Linked DNA regions of Hordeum vulgare: region 1 is linked to region 2. A link is a contact called in public Hi-C data. All regions are on one chromosome and are shown on one strand. Each heading gives the region's core, a stretch centred on a gene start, on an enhancer-like site or on the middle of the called end of the contact. The rest is flanking DNA. Distances are from core to core; before and after follow the strand shown. Region 1 holds the start of LOC123427248 (phosphoenolpyruvate carboxylase kinase 1-like). Region 2 holds the start of LOC123427246 (inositol phosphorylceramide glucuronosyltransferase 1-like).

What was found. Hi-C and Micro-C count contacts between places; a contact is called where the count stands out from the background.
Region 1: a Hi-C map of leaf shows a contact between it and region 2, with 2.7 times the contacts expected there. The contact joins the promoter of LOC123427248 here to the promoter of LOC123427246 in region 2. A contact is called at or near these places in 2 of 6 Hi-C or Micro-C datasets (leaf and seedling).

What each region holds. Positions count from the first base shown.
Region 1 is chr2H:559,980,810-559,985,744 of MorexV3_pseudomolecules_assembly, forward strand. LOC123427248 (phosphoenolpyruvate carboxylase kinase 1-like) reads left to right here and starts at 1,756. Exons shown (of 2, transcript XM_045111248.1): 1 at 1,756-2,804; 2 at 2,934-3,344. The coding sequence starts at 1,991. The coding sequence ends at 2,989.
Region 2 is chr2H:559,826,573-559,830,844 of MorexV3_pseudomolecules_assembly, forward strand. It overlaps LOC123427246 (inositol phosphorylceramide glucuronosyltransferase 1-like), which reads left to right and starts at 2,230. Exons shown (of 10, transcript XM_045111246.1): 1 at 2,230-2,601; 2 at 2,989-3,109; 3 at 3,346-3,531. The coding sequence starts at 2,365. It overlaps LOC123427247 (protein root UVB sensitive 2, chloroplastic), which reads right to left and starts at 2,059. Exons shown (of 10, transcript XM_045111247.1): 1 at 1,873-2,059; 2 at 1,648-1,779; 3 at 439-527; 4 at 274-358; 5 at 5-64. The coding sequence starts at 1,884.

The DNA of each region.
Region 1 (4,935 bases), core at 506-3,005, 150 kb after region 2:
AAGTTATATTGTTATGGATCCTCCGATGTTTGGCACTTGTTTAGAACCTTTTGCTAGCCAAAACTTCGTACTAAGTGGAGATACTACTTGTGCATCCAAATCCTTGAGCGAAGTTTCTTCCATGAGGGCCCACCATGCCTACCTATACATGGTATTTCAAATGATTGGATTGCATATTTTGGTTTGAAAACACTTGATGTATGTCTTGCACGCGGATATCCGTAGTGACATTGGGGTATTCAAATGATTCACTTGATATATGTCATGGTATGAACTTGCGGATTTCGATGACCCTGACGATCTATGCAGGCATATATTTGTTTTGTCTTTTCATATTCTCGTATTTCTGGGATTTCGTGATTTTCAATGAGTTGAATATCTTAAAAGTAACTACTATTGGAACATATTGACACGTGATCTAGCATTAAAAGTCTTGTCTATATAAACCAATAATCGGATTACGGGTTAGACAAATGGTTTGAGTTATGAAACATTTTTCATACCGAAATCAGCTTTTAATCCGATGATATCATTGGCTTGGGCATTTCCCCGTGATTAGCCACCTGCTAGCCATTGCATGTTTTTTTTTGCTACTCGCTAGCCTTTGCATGTGGAGTTTTGACTTATACCATGATGCAACTATATTAAGTCATACGTCAAAAGGCAAAAGATCATAAATAGTTTTTTTTTTTTTGCCTTTTAAGCCAAAGAGCAAAAGCTAATAATAAGCACAGCCAAACACTCCATTAGATGGCATGGCACGAAGACAAATGCGCTAACATTGACTTTATAAATCTTTTGAATACACTGATGGCAAGTGGTTTACCCAAATGGATCTTAAACGGCATATGCTCGGATAGAACTCAAAAGAATAACCCGAGTTTCTTATCAGCATTTCCACACAAAATACCCGAGCACAAACACAATGTGCCAGGAAATGGTATGAAGATTCGAAGCCGATCTCCGTATCTGCTTATGTTCCAGGACGAGGCAGTGCCAACTAAACTACTCCGTGTGAACCAGTCCACAACGCCACATGCGATTTGAAAAAGGAAAACGGAATCGCATTCCCAGCAAAAGGTATTCAGTGTCAAGTGCAGACCTTCGAATTATATTCTCCGTGGCGACAGATACGTTAGAGGCGTAGGGGGTAGATGGCTTATATAACTACGTGATCCTATCAGAAACGGATGTGCGGGTCCCACTTTATCCCCCGTTCCCGTCACGGCGGGGCGGGGCTAGCGGCCACGTCCCTGCACGCGGCGGAGGCGGGCCGGAGGGAGGTCCGGCGAGACGTACGTACGTGTGGACTACCGCCGGAGCGGGAGGACCCACCGCCGGAGACGGCCGAAGCTTTTGCCAAAAGCCGCCACTGTTTGTGACGCTACGGTGGCGGAGCGCGAAGCGCACAGCCGTCCTGTGGTTTGCAGCGCGGCCGTCGACGTCGACGTGGCGGCTTGCTACTTCCCCGCTCCGCTGCGGCCGTGCACTTGTTCTGTTCCACGTGGAGGACGTCGTTGTGCAGCACGACTGATAGTTATGAATGCAGGTAAATTATGCATCGGATCGACATGGAATCTTGTCGAGAACATTAGCTAGGCACATGTTCATTGTAATGACGACGATGTCCTGGTTCGTAAAATAATGAAGTAGTACTATGAGGAAATAATGAAGTGTTTGACAAAGACTCAGGTAAATTAGTCATGCAGTTTGCTGACTGCTTGACTCCAGCTGATCCTAATGCATCCGTCGACTAATTACATTGCAATTGTGATAGGATTAGATAAGATTACGGGTACGTATTGTATTTGTACTAGTATTAACACGAGGGTAAAACTGGAATATGGTCCGGTCGAGCAGGATCCGGATATTCGGCGGCAGCCCGAGGTTGGGGCGCTCCGTTAAATAGGCGGCCACCGGGTCTCGAACCAACTATCCCTCCAAAGATATACCGCGAGATAGAAAAAAAAGAAAAACAACAGATCTGCCCATGAGTGAGGAACTCAACCGGGACTACGAGATCGGGGAGGAGGTAGGGCGCGGCCGCTTCGGCGTGGTCCGCCGCTGCGCGTCCCGCTCCACCGGCGACCTCTACGCTGTCAAGTCGGTCGACCGCTCGCTCCTCGCCGACGACCTGGACCGCGGCCTGGCCGAGCTGGAGCCCAAGCTGGCGCAGCTGGCCGCCGCGGGCAACCCCGGCGTCGTGCAGGTGCACGCGGTGTACGAGGACGATGCGTGGACGCACATGGTCATGGACCTGTGCGCCGGGCCCGACCTGCTCGACTGGGTCCGCCTCCGCCAGGGCGCGCCCGTCCCGGAGCCCGAGGCCGCCGCCGTGGCCGCGCAGCTCGCCGAGGCCCTCGCCGTCTGCCACCGCCGCGGCGTCGCGCACCGCGACGTCAAGCCGGACAATGTGCTCCTCGACGCCTGCGGCGACGGCGAAGGCGGGCCCGTGCGCGCCCGGCTCGCGGACTTCGGGTCGGCGGCGCTGGTGGGCGGCGGGGAGGGCGCGCGGGGGCTGGTGGGCACGCCGCACTACGTGGCGCCCGAGGTGGTGGCGGGCGGCGAGTACGGGGAGAAGGCGGACGTGTGGAGCGCCGGGGTGGTCCTGTACGTGCTCCTCACCGGCGGCGCGCTGCCCTTCAGCGGCGAGACGGCGTCGGACGTGTTCGCCGCCGTGCTGCGCGGCAGCCCCAGGTTCCCGCCGAGGCTGTTCTCCGGGGTGTCGCCGCTGGCCAAGGACCTGATGCGCCGCATGATGTGCCGCGACGTCTCCCGAAGGTTCTCCGCCGACCAAGTCATCCGTAAGCCCCCGCCCCTATACCACATCGGATTCTTCCTCTACGTAGATCGGAAGCATAGACCCCGCTGCGTTTGGCATATCCAACTTTTTATATCTCAATCATCTGAACAAAATTGGTTGATGATCGCAGGGCACCCGTGGATCGTGAGCGGAGGAGGGGCCCGAGAGGCGGTGCAGCCAACCTAAGGAGGCCCGTAGCAGGCCCACGTACGTCGACTGTTCCCGTGGAGAGATAACGTGTCTAGCGTCTTTGTATATGCGACGAGAGTGTGCGAAGTATCAGTAGTAGTGGTGGTAGTAGAGAGCTTCTGGTGCCATTGTATAAATCCAGAGTGCCGACGAGCCAGCCAGGGGTTCGGCTGTAGCTATCTTTTCTTTTTCTGGGCTTTTTTTTTGCTGCCTTGGTTAAGAGAACGCCTGCCTGTTCTGTTTCTGTGTCTGATGGGATGCTGCTCATGTACAAACTAACCCTGCCTGCTTGCTTGTAAAAAAATCGAGTACCAGTACTAAATAAGCTGATCTCTGTTCCGTTTTCCCGTTACGCTTTCCTTGCCCGTTTGTGATCAGAAATGCTTGGTGCATCGGTGAGTTGTGCATGTACAGGTTACGATCCATATGCTGGCATTTATCTATCTTTGCCCTCTTCTTCTTCTTCCCCTTTTCGTAGACTGGAAATATAACTGGTGATTTTACTATCTTTCTACGTTCCTGACGTCTGTGGCATGTTTCGGTCATCTTCAACGGTGATGTGGCCTACTTGTACATCGAAACACTACTACAAGGACGTATCTGTTGTTTGGTGTGCACACCAATGTCGACAGTTTTGTTAACATCCTGTTAAGTTGCAACTTAGTAACGTGGCCATGAAGGAGCCAACTGGGTAACCCCACCTTATCTTTTCGGATGAGCTACTTTATCCATCCGTTGTGTTTCCCTTGTCTTCGAAAGTGTTTTTTTTGTCCGAAATAGCTGTCGATTTGTGACGAGAGTGTAACGAAACAAGTCGTGCAATTGCAAATCTATGGAGTCCGCTTTGTGAATTGAGCCTCACCCGGATGGTCAGGTTGCTCGTCGTGGAACCAGCTCATCTGGATTCAATTCTTAAACTTCGTGTGAATACTAATATTTTTTTAGATTTATTTCAGAATTTTTCAGCGATGTTTGTACAGTGGAAGACAACTTTCTCGTCAACTTTCCAATGAGCAGGTTCTTTGTCATGAAAACTAAATCATCCGGGTTGGTACGAGTGCTAGCATTTTTCTGAATTTAATTTGAAACCTTTTTAGCATACAAGACAATGTTTTCGTCACTACGCGACACCTGTGATGGCTTCGCCAATATAAAAATATACCCACGCATGCTCTTAGCGCTGCGTTTGTACCGATCTTCAAAAGAATAACAAAGCTCCTCGATGTTCCACTTAAACGTGAGAATGGTTATTAAAAAACCGGGTGTAACGGTTCGGTTCTTACTTTGGGTTTGATTGGTTCAGGTTTTATTGGGTCGAGATTTTTTTAGTTTGGTTTTGGTTTGGGTATGTGGAGAAACCACTTTGGGTATAGTTGGTTACGGGTTTAAACGGTTTGGTTATTAGCGGTTATAAACTATGGGTCCAGATCGGTTTCTACGCATTGGTTATATGCAATAATCAACTACGACCGAGAACGAGTACCTTTGATCCGCGTGCATGCTGTAATGCACTATGTAATTATGTATTATGAGGAAACAACAGATGAAAATCGGAAGTGTTTTCTTGTGCTTTCGCTAAGCAATTTGGTTTTAATACACTTGTTAATGAGCTTATCAGCCATGATCATGTTCTTTTTGCCTCTTACTGTGTGTTGACTGTATCTCAAGGATTACTTTGTTTCTAAACTGTTGTAGATGCACTTACGCCTTTTCTATCTTATTTGTTTCTTAACATGTCAATTTGTGCAATCATATGTACATTAAAGCAAACCCATGGTTATGTACTGAGTTTAAACCCATAGTTATGTTTTGGGTTTAAATTGGTTTGGGTGGAAAATATAGTGGGCTTGGTTTTGGTTGGGGCTAAAAATGACACTAAATGGATATGGTTTAAGTATGATTTTGAAAAATAAATGAATGGGTATGGTTTAAGTATAGTTTAA
Region 2 (4,272 bases), core at 980-3,479:
TTACCCAACTTACAGCCGTTGCTTGTGCAGGGGTAGGCCGTAGACCTGCAGCAAATAATAAAGACTGAGCCGCAGCCCACATGGGGAGTCAGTTGAAAGGAGAAAGGTACTATGTTTTTCCATCAACGAAAGTAGGTAAAACGTAAAAGTATAAAAGTTCGACTAATTTCAAATATTCTAGAAAAAGTAGCTAAAATTCATGGAGATGACACACGTAATCCAATCAAGAGTCTTATTGCTAAAGAAAATGTAACAACAACCAGATGAACTGACCTGGGTCGATAACACATGCAGCATAGCACTAGAAAAATGCTGGAGTGCTCGGAATTTGGTATATGTTAGGTAACCTTCATTCACACTGCATGATCAATAGCAAAACTCGTCAAAGAATGTGGACCATTAGAGTATCAAGAATGTCAACGTCCAGTAAACTTGTACCTGTATGGATAACCTGATGGAAAAAACTTGTTCAAGAAAGAATCAACCAACTTATCATGTGCCATCCTGTTATCCTGGACAAGTTTAACCTACAGGAAAATAGGAGCCATAACTTATACAATAACAGAGAATTTACACTCAACTATACAATTAACATGAAAGTAACGTTCCAGTACTTTTACTAGAGAATTATGCTTACTCATACTGAGATTTTTAGTTATCTAGGTAAGCAGTATACATTTCGAGGCCAATTGCTGCTTGTGAAAGCTTACATTAGTAAATCTACGAAGTGCAAGAAGAGGATAAAAGTTGTCGCTGGTGCAGAAACTCAAACAACAATTTTCAAGGTTGCTAGTCCATTTGTATTATTAGAACAAAGGGTCATACGAATATACGATGTATAACATGTCCCATCAATTACACAATCACGCGGCAAGGGTATGTCATTGTATTCAAAATGGAAATAGAGATTTTTGGATTGAGATGGATGATTCATGATTGTGCTTGGAGTTACGAGTGTTTAAACTCGACTTCTCATCTCATATGTGATGTGCCAGTTGTATTACAACCTTGTTGAAGATCTGGTGATTCTACCTGAAGAGTTTTTTCTTTTTTTTGAACTTTTCACCGGGGGAGGAGGGGAAAGCCCCTCAACCACCTGAATATATTACGTAAAGGAAATCTACCTGAAGAGTTAAATGAATAGATATCGCTGTTAAGAACAACCGAGATCTTCTCTGCCCTGTCCTCTCACTTGACCCAGGGAGAGGCTGCATCCCACCTTTGGTAGCTCTTTAGGTTTTCCACTAATTAGCGATATTTAATAAAATGGAATAAATTCTTCACGATAGATTCTTTGAAAAGATAACCCTTACCCCTGGGTAAACATAGAAAGCAAATTGAAATAACACTCAGGACAAAGATGAACTAGTGCTACAAATTAGATACTGTGCTATTGTATAAACTGAAGCATCCTAGCAGTGTAGTTATCGTTTATACTACCTTCTTCGAGCGAGTTAGCTCCAAGATTCATTGTTTATCTGGGCACTGCTGAAATTGCAGTAGGTCGATAATAACTGTTTAAAGTTCAGAAGTGACAACAAGGTCGAACAGGCACATTGCTATTCTCACACCAAGTCAATTTTACCATTTGAGATGCCAGATAAAACTAGAAATCACAAGGGGAAAATGTACTCCTAGAAGGCTTACAGATACGCCCCCGCCCCCGCCGGCGTCGAAGCTGCAGAGCCGCGAGACGGACTCTGAAATCTCCACCCAGGACTCCGGCTTCCGGGGCGTCTCCATCCCGGCCGGTTTGTCGCCGCCTCCGCGAATTTTCTCCTGCGGAAGATAAGAGAGGAAATCAACCGGGGGGGAACTGCGGCGCATGGGGAGTAGGGATAAATGATTGCGAGGTAAGGTTGCCGCGCTTACGAGTATGTCCATGGGGGCGCGACGCCGTGAGGACTCGCCTCGTCTTCCTCCTTTGGGCCGGCCGGTTAGACCGAGACGGCGGCCGGCTGCCGGCGGCGAGGCGGCAGCGGGAAGGGATGTGGGTTAGCCGGTCGCTGAGGGCGGGGACTCCAACTCCTCTTCGGTCGCATGCGTCGCCGTGTGAGTTTTTCTTGTTCTTCAGAGGAGGCCGTGAACTGCTTCTGCAGCGAAAGCGGGCCGAATGGGCTGGGAGGCCGAGCCTGATGGCCCAGCTATGGCCCACTAAGGCTCGTTTCCTCGATCCAGCATCGACGACCGCCGTATGAGCCGCCCTGACAAGTCCAAACCGGATGAACTCATTTGACTGACCGAACACATCTCCATCACCATCGCCATGGGAAGATCACAATAGCACCGGACAAGCCAGAGAGCCGATCCCGAGCAGCTCCGCTCCGAAGGCGAGATCCCGCGCGGGCCGAAGGCGAGGCCCCGATGGGATCGTCGCCGTCCGGGCTGCCCCTGCTGGCCGCCCTCGTCGCGGCGGCGCTGCTCGCCGGCGCGGCCGCGGCCGCGGCGACGGAGGAGGCATACGTCACGCTGCTCTACGGCGACGAGTTCGTCCTCGGCGTGCGCGTCCTGGGCAAGTCCATCCGCGACACCGGCACGCGGCGCGACATGGTCGTGCTCGTCTCCGACGGCGTCTCCGAGTACTCGCGGGGGCTCCTCGAGGTTTGCGGAATGATAAACCCACCCCCACCAATTTACCGGTAGCTTAAGTGTGCTTCCGTGAAGTAGTAGCAGCTTTGGCTCAGAGCTGCGTGGGGTTCAAGTTAAAATTTTGTTGAAACTGAGAGGCAGGAGGAGTTTATGGGTGCTCGTTGCGATCTCAGCGCACAAAATGCATCATGGGTTCTGATAGATTCGTGCAGAATGGTTTGGACCTGGATGAAAGTTTTTTCATTATAGACTGTATTAGTTCAGAAGATTCCTCAAGAAATCACCTGAGAAGATGCCACACAACAATGAACATTATTTGTTAATCTTTTTACCTGCAAAGTTGCTTCCATGTATGTTCCAAACGAATCCGTATTGAATCTAACATTAGATACATTCTAGGCTGATGGTTGGATCGTGAATCGTATAACTTTACTGGCTAATCCTAACCAAGTGAGACCAACGAGGTTTTGGGGTGTCTACACAAAGCTAAAGATATTCAACATGACAAGCTACAAAAAAGGTAAGTTTGGGTAATAATTTAAGCAATTTTGCTTCTTTATTTCCGCCATCAAGTCCATCTGTTTCAAAATGATAATTATATTACTAAACTCTACTCTGAACTGAATGAGCAGGGCTACAGCCATCTATTTTGAAACAACAATAATATTTTTTGTTCTTCAAAAGTATTTATTTTTCTGACATCTCTTTCGTCTCATAATTTTGTGTTACTATTCTAAAAGGTTGTTGTTCTCCCAGTTGTTTATCTTGATGCAGATACTGTAGTTGTAAAAAGTATCGAGGATGTTTTCAAGTGTGGGAAGTTCTGTGGGAACTTGAAGCATTCTGAAAGAATGAATTCTGGAGTGATGGTTGTGGAGCCATCTGAAACTGTTTTCAAGGATATGATTAGCCAAGTAGACCGATTGCCTTCCTACACTGGAGGTCAATGCACTTCTTTTCCTATTATATTCAGGCAATTGTTTGGAGAACACAAGCCGATTGGCTGTGAACAGTTTGCTCGCAACTATTAAATTTTGGTGCATGCTAGTCAATATAATAAAAGAATTCTTGTGCAATAAACTTGAAACCCACCGTGTTTACGTAAATGGAAGAGACTAATTATATAAGATTTTTTTTTCATACGGGTTAAGTTTTTAGAGACTTTGCTCTCACACTTTCAAAATGTAAAGTAAACAATTATTCTCTTCAGTGTGTTAATTTTCATAGACTTGACATGTTAGTGCATGTAGACAGAAGTTATTTCATAATAGACAGTTGCACATCCACCACCTTGCAATCACACCTGAAAATTTTCAGCCCTCAGCTCTCTTTGGCCTGTTTTGACCAGCGTTTGTGATGATTTGTTAGTCTTTTGCATGCATTGTCAGGTCCTCTTTTCAAGTTTAGAGTGGCAACACCAGGGCAATCCTCCCATCCTCTGCAAAAAATCCCAACTTGCAGTTCATACACACCATCAATACTTTCAGGTGTTAACAGCTTGTGGCTGCAGAACCTGCTCGTAGAGTAGACACATCTTCTTATGATTCCTCGTCATGCTCAATGTCATGGACACTACTACCTCCCTCAACCCCCTCAATATCAAAACCTGTTCCCTTGCTGGGTATGTTCAAGATAGAGGAGGGCCATACGATAATCGTGGAAAATAATCTATGGAAACTTATT